Regions from separate parts of the Mus musculus genome. Here region 1 is linked to region 2. A link is a contact called in public HiChIP or PLAC-seq data. All regions are on one chromosome and are shown on one strand. Each heading gives the region's core, a stretch centred on a gene start, on an enhancer-like site or on the middle of the called end of the contact. The rest is flanking DNA. Distances are from core to core; before and after follow the strand shown. Region 1 overlaps Ifi202b (interferon activated gene 202B). Region 2 overlaps Aim2 (absent in melanoma 2).

What was found. HiChIP or PLAC-seq counts read pairs in DNA pulled down with a chosen protein or histone mark.
Region 1: an H3K27ac HiChIP or PLAC-seq map of large pre-B cells shows a contact between it and region 2, with 5 times the contacts expected there. The contact joins two enhancer-like sites. A contact is called at or near these places in 7 of 39 promoter capture datasets (the 3T3-L1 cell line, 3T3-L1-derived adipocytes, HPC-7-derived erythroid cells and 4 more) and 3 of 115 datasets of contacts at active chromatin or transcription factors (the 230-238 cell line, double positive thymocytes and large pre-B cells).

The regions. Positions count from the first base shown.
Region 1 is chr1:173,975,809-173,980,384 of GRCm38.p6, forward strand. Ifi202b (interferon activated gene 202B) reads right to left here. Exons shown (of 7, transcript NM_008327.2): 2 at 1,457-1,629. The coding sequence starts at 1,576. Among named protein-coding and RNA genes, the nearest start is that of Ifi202b, 4.7 kb to the right of the region's middle. Within about 2 kb of position 1,808, at least 25 of the 459 cell types and tissues checked have an H3K27ac peak or open chromatin away from gene starts, as enhancers often do.
Region 2 is chr1:173,437,599-173,442,079 of GRCm38.p6, forward strand. The region is part of intron 2 of Aim2 (absent in melanoma 2); the gene reads left to right. Among named protein-coding and RNA genes, the nearest start is that of Aim2, 19 kb to the left of the region's middle. Within about 2 kb of position 3,098, at least 79 of the 459 cell types and tissues checked have an H3K27ac peak or open chromatin away from gene starts, as enhancers often do.

The DNA.
Region 1 (4,576 bases), core at 558-3,057, 540 kb after region 2:
CAGAAAGATATTGATAGGATCTAATCACTTTTCTGTATAGTGGTCTGAGTTCACTAGATTTCAATGGAGAATTTTAATGTAGAGAAGATTACCTAACTATGAGACAGTATGCAAAGCAATGAAAACCTATGATATTCATAGATTTTGAATATATGGAGATAGTGTTGCTGTCTCCACAGACCCAAGTGGATGTTAATGGTCTGGTCAAGCTTGCCATACAAAGTCATCACCTATGAATGAGTAGTGTTCAACTGGAACTTAATTTTTGATCAGTCACCAGAAGTATAACATTAGAAAAAAAGCAACTGAGTTATTAGTGCCAATTATATAAAATTGAACATGTAGTAATGACTAGATTCGAATTTCATAATATTATGATTTGCAGAAAATAAATTTGTGGACTCTGGTGAAGACTACAAAATGAACCTTAATGCACACATATCAAGCATATTCAATGAAAGAGGAACTGAGTTTGTTGTAATTAGACATTAAATCAATAATGAATTATTTAATAAAGAATCACAAATACTGATGTAGCCCCTAAACATTATATGAATTTTAATTGAGGGATTTGGATAGTTCCAGGTTCCCATCTGCATGGAATCTGTGCTGTTTTATGTGTGTTGCCACAGTCTCTTATTTTATATGTGAATTAGTCTTGTTTATCTGAAAGACAATGTTTCTTTGGAGTCATCCACCATCGCTGGCTCTTATAATCTTTCATCCTTGTCTCCCATACACATCCCTGATTCTTGAGGAGAATGATTTGATGAAGTCATCTTATTGAAGTCTGAATTATGGGTCTTTGTGTTCATTCCCACCTACTGCAACATCTGAAATACTATCTATTGCCTCAATACTCTTTTATAAATTTATAAGACATAAATCTTTAAAATATCCTAAATTTTATTTTAAAATTAAAGGTATGTTGGTATATAAACACTTTCTTATAACTGTGATATTCATTATCTCTAGTTGTTTTTTTATATTGATGATCAATCAAGGAACAATCTTCTAAATGCAAATCCTCTTAGAAATTTTCTTTACAAAGCTGACGTCATCCAAAGCAAAATAAATATTAGATCAAGTTACACTCTCATGGGCTTATACATGTTTCTAATTATATCACTGTCATTACTATGACTACAAATAAGTAGATGTGCCTAAGGCCCTCATGTTCTAACTTCCACTCTGATATGCTACATGCAGAGTTCTGATGTCATGGTATAATGCAACAAAAGGTACCGATGCAATCAGTGTTTCAAAATACACACCTGGTGAATGAAGAAATCATTAAAGAAATAAATTAGAGGGAGGCTAGAGACACTCTTTCAAGATTATGACCATTGTGATTACATTCTGAAGACTTCATAATGGAAACAGCAAATTATTATAGTTGATGAGGAATGGCTGGGAGACTTTAGTGAATTCCTGGCAAGCATCTGAGTTGACTTACAGGTCCAGGAGAGGCTTGAGGTTGATCCTCCCCATGGCCAGATGAATCACTGGAAGGGGTCTGATGTTGACCCTCAGAAAATTCTGAGTTGGTAGATGACCTTAAGTTACGGTTGGACATTGCCTGGGACAGATGTCTCTTTCTGTAGATACAGACTTTTTGATTGAGTTCTTCTGTTTAAAAAGACAAGAAAAGAAAAGAAAAGAAAAGAAAAGAAAAGAAAAGAAAAGAAAAGAAAAGAAAAGAAAAGAAAAGAAAAGAAAAAAAAAAGATTGCTCTCCTTTATACCTTGATAGTTAATTTTAAAGTCATGAGATTACTGGCAGTTTTTCCTTTAGTTTTTTTCACAGATCTTTGCTCTCTAATATTTCACTGAAATGATGGCATATTTTCAGATAACTTTACCATCTACATTCTGTATACCCTAACAAAGATCCCAAACCTCAGCTTGCATATATGTTTTAAATAATTTGCTCTCATTATTTCACTCTTTGATATCATCTTTATGCCCTACTGCCAGTACTTGCTAGGTTCCTCTTTTCTATACAAGATTGTCCCCACTTCTGCTTTCTAATCACATGTATTCACCCACCCCTACCATTTCTACCCTCTCTTATGACTTCTTCCATCCAATTCATGATCTCTTTTCCACCTTCATGGCTTACTCACACCTGCAAATCCATGTTCTCCACCCTACACATATAATACACTGCTCTGTAACTACATTAGTTCAGAGAGTAAGTGCTCTTCTGGGATGAAATGTGTGTTATAATTGTATTGGACATTTACTACAGATAGCTTTTTCAATTACAACTTTTAGTTGTGTTTGTCTTTGCATTTAACATTCTCTCTGATTAAGATATTATTTTTAATAGCTGAGTAGCATTCCATTGTGTAATACTATTGAGCTAGTGAGAACGAGGACATCCTGACTTTTGCGGGCAAATGGATGGAACTTAAAAATATCCTGAGTGAGGTAACTCAGATGGAAAAGGACATACATGGTATGTCACTAATAAGTGGATGTTAGCCAAAAAACACACCAAAACTAAAACAAAAAACATACAGAATACACAAGATACAGTCTACAAAATTCCAAAGGTTCAATAAGCTGAAGTGCCCATCTGAGGACACCTCAGTCCCACTTGGGACAGAGAAGAAAGCAATCATAAATAGGGAGGGAGGGAGGGACTTGGGAGGGAAAGTGGATGGGGGAGGGGCTGATCTGTTATTGGGTGAGGAAAAAGGACTGAAGCCCTGAGGGCCTGCAGAAAGAATGTAAATAGGCATCCTCAAGAACTAGGAGGTTGGAGGGGGGTGGAGGGAATCACTCAGAGTACACCAGAGACCAGGGAGGTGAGAGACTTTCAGGACTCACTGGGAGGGACCCTTGATGAAATGCCCAACAGTAGGGAGAGGAAACTTATAGAGCCCAGCTCCAGCAGAAAGACAGGACATCAAGTGAGGGATGGGATTGCTATCCTTCAGTCACTCCCCTGACCTATAATTGTTTCTCTCTGAAAGAATTACTGGGATGGAAATGGAGAGGAGCCTGAGGAAAAGAAGGTCCAGCAACAGGCCCAAAATGGGATCCAGGTCAAGGGTAGGTCCCAAGGCCTGACACTATTACTGAGGCCATGAAGTGCTCACAAAAAGGGAACTATTATGACTACCCTCCAAAAGATCCAACAAGCAGCTGAAAGAGTCAGATGCAGATATTTGCACCCAACCAATGGACTGAAGCAGCTGTTCCCTGTTGTTGAATTAGGGAAGGCTGAAAGAAAAAGGGCGATCCTATAGGAGGACCAGCAGTCTTAATTAATCTGGATCCCCTATATCTTTCAAACACTGGACCACCAAACAGACAGCATATACCAGCTGATATGAGGCCCCCAACACACATAGAGTCGAGGACTTCCATGTCTAAGTTCATTCAGAGACGATGCACCTAACCCTCAAGGAACTGGAGGCCCTAGGGAGTTTAGAGGTCAGATGGGGTGGAGGGTGGAGGCATCTGTCTGGAGACAGGGTGTGGTGAGGAGGAGGTGTGGGATGTGGAGCAGTCAGAGGGTGGATGGGGAAAAGCAGGGATTGGAATATGGAGTGTAAAAAAATGAATTGCAAATAAAATTAAATTTAAAAAAGATATTATTTTTCAAGTTGTCAATAAGATCTGAAATCCTCTCTTCTGTCTTTTAATCTGTTGGAAGAGCCTACATATGAGATGTTTGACTCCCTAAGTTTTTCATTTCCAGTTTAATTTAAGTTTGGGTTTTCTTAGTGATTTTGTATCTTTGTTAAATTCTACTTTCCTATTTGAATTGTTTTCATTATGTCATTCAATTCTATGTATTTTCAAGACCCTTATAAAGATATTTTTCATATCTTCAATCATATTTAAAATTGTTGTTTCTTTTTTTCTGGGCCTGTTATAGATTGCTGTGCAGGAAGAGTAAAATTCTTCTTGTTGTTCTTATTGGTATTTATATGTTGCAATCCATATACCTGGAGTTACAATATTTGAAGAGTTTGTGGATTATCTCTATAATGTATGGAAAAGTGGTATGCAAGCTGCCAAAGAAGAAAGACAAATAATATTCGTTCCCAGCCTATCAGCAACAACAATGGCCATCACAGAAAGATATCCCCAGTGGGGCAATAGTGGCCCTTGTATTTTAGAGGTTACCAACAACTGTTCTATTGGACCTATGAAACCTTCAATTGGAAGGAATTTATGCATAGTAATGAAAACCTAGACAGCTACTGCCTCATGAGGTCATGCTCCTGAAAGAAAAGGAGAACGACTAATTTGATGTGCTAAACTAGTATAATTGTCACCTCCATTTCATTCTAAATACCCATCCTTACGCTTAGAGATAAGAGTGACTTTCATCCTTTTACTTTGGCAGCAGATGAAAATATCACATAAATCCACAACTGATAATATTCAATAGGACAACTCACTATGTGCCCGTTCCTAATCGATACATCTATAATATAAATTCTGCACCCAAGGCTCGGGACATAAAGGAAATGGTAGAGGAAAGAATGTGAAAGCCAGATGGCCAGGTTGTTTCTTGCAAGAGAGTGTCTTCTATATGGCAGACAGTAGTATACATG
Region 2 (4,481 bases), core at 1,848-4,347:
GGAGGTTATTAAAGTAAGCTAGCTCAGAGGAGTCTTTTAGTAAGGAAGCTGTTTCTTACCTCTGTGTTTCTGGTTCCATCTTGACTAGAGCTGATTCCATTCACTTTGCTACCAGGAAGTGGTGTGGGGTGATGTGGTTAGGTGTCAGAGTTCGGGCTGTGGTTTCTGCTGGCTCAAGTTCAGGATATTTTTTTGTACATTGTATTAATCATATGATCTTAGGCCATGCACACAACAAACCTAAGCCTCTCTTTACCTATCTTCAAAATGGATATGATATAACTTTGCAGGATTGTTAGGGGTAATCAATCACTTGAAACAATGATTGTAACCATTGAAGTGAGAGGTTCAGAGACGGTGACCTTCCAAGCCAGAAAAAGTCACCCAGACTATGGCAATCATGTATCATGTCCTGTGTAAGAACTCCCAACCAGGAGTTTAAGAAAGAATTTTATGTCAACTTTAAATAAAAGACAAAGCAAGGATAATGACACAAATAAATAAAATATGAGAAGCAGATACATATGTATGTGACTGCCTGTATCCATGTATGCATGTATGTATGCATGTGTGTATACATTTTAGTTATCAACAGAGAGAATAGAGACAGTTGGTATTTGGACATCACAGCTTTATTGACATAAAGTGAGGTGTTGGGTACCAATCTGCAGAAGCACATGTTTTAGAATTTAATTAGAAAATCAGGCTGAAGTTTTTGATACCAGGAATCAATAAACGATAGACTGCATTGGCTGATGGGAATCCTAGTGTGTTAGGTACTTTCATATTTGTGATGTTCAGGTATGCCACATGATTGATAAAACATCCTGGGCAATTCACAGGAGGATACAGGAATCAGATACCAGAGACAAAGATTCTATCTTATGCACACATGCATACATGCGCGCACACACACACACACACATGCATGCACATGCAGATACATATACATATTTGAATGTGCACACTTGCGCATACCATGTTGCTGTGCTTGTCAGGGCCATTTCATTCCTCTGGACCCTCTGTTAGTCTGAGTATATCCCAACGACTCTGTGCTTGTCCTTGTGTCTCCCTGTCCTGTCCTTTTGTCCTTTTGTCCTTTTGTCCTTGTGTCTCCCTGTCCTGTCCTTTTGCCCACCTGAAGCCTCCGTAACTGTCAGTTCTCTGTTTCATCACCAAGTACATTGGCTCTTCTCATAATGTTGTAACATTTCTCCCACCTGACATGATAGGTGAGAGACAAGGAACCGGCAAGCATAAGTAGAAAGTTTCTAATTGTGAAGGAAACTGCAGCAGAAGAACTTGTCTTTTATATACGGAAACGGTATGATGGATTTTTATCATTAAAATCTCATTAGCAAATGATTATTACAAATGTTGGGCTATAAACCAGAAAAGAAAACCTGTTCTTATCCTCATGTATCCTGAAGTTCAGCAAAGGGATGGTCCTTGCATACAGACTGTAATTGCAGAATCAGAGGTCAACTGAGTCCCCTTACTTTCCAACATGTTCCTATGTCACCTCTGACTTCATTTTTCACTGGTGTCCCAAGTATGAGTCACACTAAGCGGACATGGTAAGCAATCCTGGTAAGTTGAGCATGGAATGGCTTTATGGATATTAGTAAAACTCGTGCACTTAACAGTTGTGGGTTGAGGTCTCAGTATATCGCATTCTCTTTGCTCATTGTTAGTTTTTAAAATATGGACTTGTGTAGCCCAAGTTGTCCTTGAAGTTCCTTTGTAGCCAAAGATGGTTTTGAAGTGACCTTGCCACCTCCACCCCTTAAGTGCAGCACCATGGCTGGCTTGATTTTTACATTGTTTATAAACGATATCTGAATATGCCCTATGCTTCTATAGCTTGCCTTTTTATGAAAATAGCAGAAACAACACAAAAATTTCCTAATACTAGTAATAGTGCACAGTGTTTGCTATAATATAATGTTTTATATTTGTCTTAGTATTTTATTGTCTTTCTTAGTCTTTTAACTATATAAACTCTTTCGATGTTCATAATGTTCCCCACCCCCACACCCACCCCCGCCACCAGATACACTCAGGTAGTCTCATGGAGTAGGTACTTCATAAGACCGTGAGACTTAAGGTCATCCAAGCTGATGTTTATTTTCATTTGTTTGATAGGGTGGCAGATATCATGAACTTCTGTGTCTTATGTGACCATGATGGGAAAATCATGGAATCCTGGCTTTGGGCTTGGGCGATGAACTGTAGAGATCAAATGAAGGGGGTGCACAGAATGGCAAGATTTCCAAGGCAGCAGGGTTCAGTACAGGGGGTTGAGGGATGTGAGGAAGGCCTGACCACTGACCTGACGGTCCTAGGCATATGCCCCTGCATGAGAGCAGGGACAGCTCACACTAGAAACAAAGCCTGTGTGCAGGCAGAAGGCAAGGGGAACCTTCCACTTGGTAGCAAAGCTGTATGATCCTGCGGTTTCAGAAGCTTACAGCTTTCTCAAAGGCCAGTATCTCTGCTTTGTTCCTGTCTCTGTTCATCTCTGCTTCAGGACAGTATGGCCCAGCATCCGCCAAGCAACCTAGACTAGAAGTCAGGATACGAGGGGTGAAAATTATAGAAAATATCATAGGAAAATCAGGCAATAGCCACCTGTATGCTTCCTAAATCTTAGTAGAACTTTTAAGATCTGAAACCTTCCACTCGCTGCCTTTATTGAGCTATAATTCACAGATAATGGGTATGCGTTAACAGGACACAATGTAGTATCTTCATGTGTACATATCTTGTGAAATGATAATCATAGAACAAAATTAATCTGTCTGTCTGTCTCTGTCTCTCTGTCTGTCTGTCTCTCTCTCTCTCTCTCTCTGTGTGTGTGTGTATGGTGTATGTGTATGTGTTTGTGTGTTTGCCTACATAGATATCTTTTTACCGTGGGTATAGTGAGAACCTTTGAGATCTGTCTTATTTTCTCAAGTTTCAAATGTATGCTACACTATTGATCCCCATCCTCCTTCTTTATCCTGCCTTCTGGTACCCCCTAGCTTGTGCTTCTGTTCTCTAGTGCTCTGACCTTTCTTTCTCAGTCTCCCTCCCTTGCTCCTCTTTTGCCCAGTGCCATGGCTCCCTGAGTCTCTAGGGGGTGCTTCCACCTCACCTCCCTCCTTAGCCACATCCTCTCCACAGCATCAGTTGCCATCTGCATTCTAATGCAGTTTGCATTATCCAGAGTTCTGACCTTTCATCTAAGCTCCAGGTTCATAAATTCAATTAAATCTCTCTATTTACATATCTCATGAGTACCTCAAATTTAACACTTCTTGCACGCAGCCCACATTCTTATCACCTGCCCTGCCCTGCTCCTCCTCTTCCTGTTTTTCTGTATCAATGACACTTTTTGAATGCTTCCCTGACCCAGCATTTTGGGTTTAGCCTTCAAATCTCTACCTCTTTTAAATAGGTTTTTCTTTTCCTCCTCCTCCTCCTCCTCCTCCTCCTCCTCCTCCTCCTCCTCCTCCTCTTCTTCCTCCTCCTCCTCCTCCTCCTCCTCCCCCTTCTTTTTTGTGTTTTTACTGGGCACATGTCACATTTGGGACTTTCCAGCATCTTACAAATAATTCACATGTAATAGTCCTACCTCCCCAACCCAGAAGTAAGTCCAACTTTCAGCTTCCTTTGCAGTGCAGATGGCTGGAGCAGACAAGGGCTTGCCCTAACGGGTGCTTTCCAGATGAGATTTGAGTCTGACGTCTTTGGTATAAGGACCAGAAACATGGAGGGCATAGCCCTTGCCAATATGGCTCCTTTAGGCGTGATTAGCTTTCAGGCAGCAACTGAAATTGCAATAGGATTGCTGACACCGAGGCAGCATTGGTGCTGAAGTTTTAGCAGTGGCTGTGGAGACAGATCCTGGCATTCTGCAGGTGACAGCAGCAGTGAGCTTCCTCCTTCAGAACAGTTTCACTGTGTGGTTTGATGTGTGGGTGGGGGGAGGGGTGGGGAGCCTTTTTCTGTGAGTTTAGACCAGACTTTGTTCCTTTATCCTTTACTGATCTCTGAGGTTATTATTTTTAAGAAAACAAGACTTTATTAAGCTAGCTGGAGTCAATTCTGTTGTTTGCAGCAAGAATCTTGAGCAATTTGATGTTATTGATCCTTCTGTGGAAGGAAATTTAGGTGTGTTTTGAGCTGTGTAACAGGTTCAGGGAAGGATGGGATGAACAAGAAATAGGAACCATGGGGTTGGAGAATTGTAGGATCCACCATCTAGGGTTTGATTAATCTTCCTGTATCCTTAAAGATGGTTTGTATCAGTGGAACAACAATATGAACTAACCAGTACCCCAGAGCTCTTGACTCTAGCTGCATATGTATCAAAAGATGGCCTAGTCGGCCATCACTGGAAAGAGAGGCCCTTTGGACTTGCAAACTTTATATGCCCCAGTACAGGGGAATGCCAGGGCCAAAAAAATGGGAATGGATGGGTAGGGAAGTGGTGC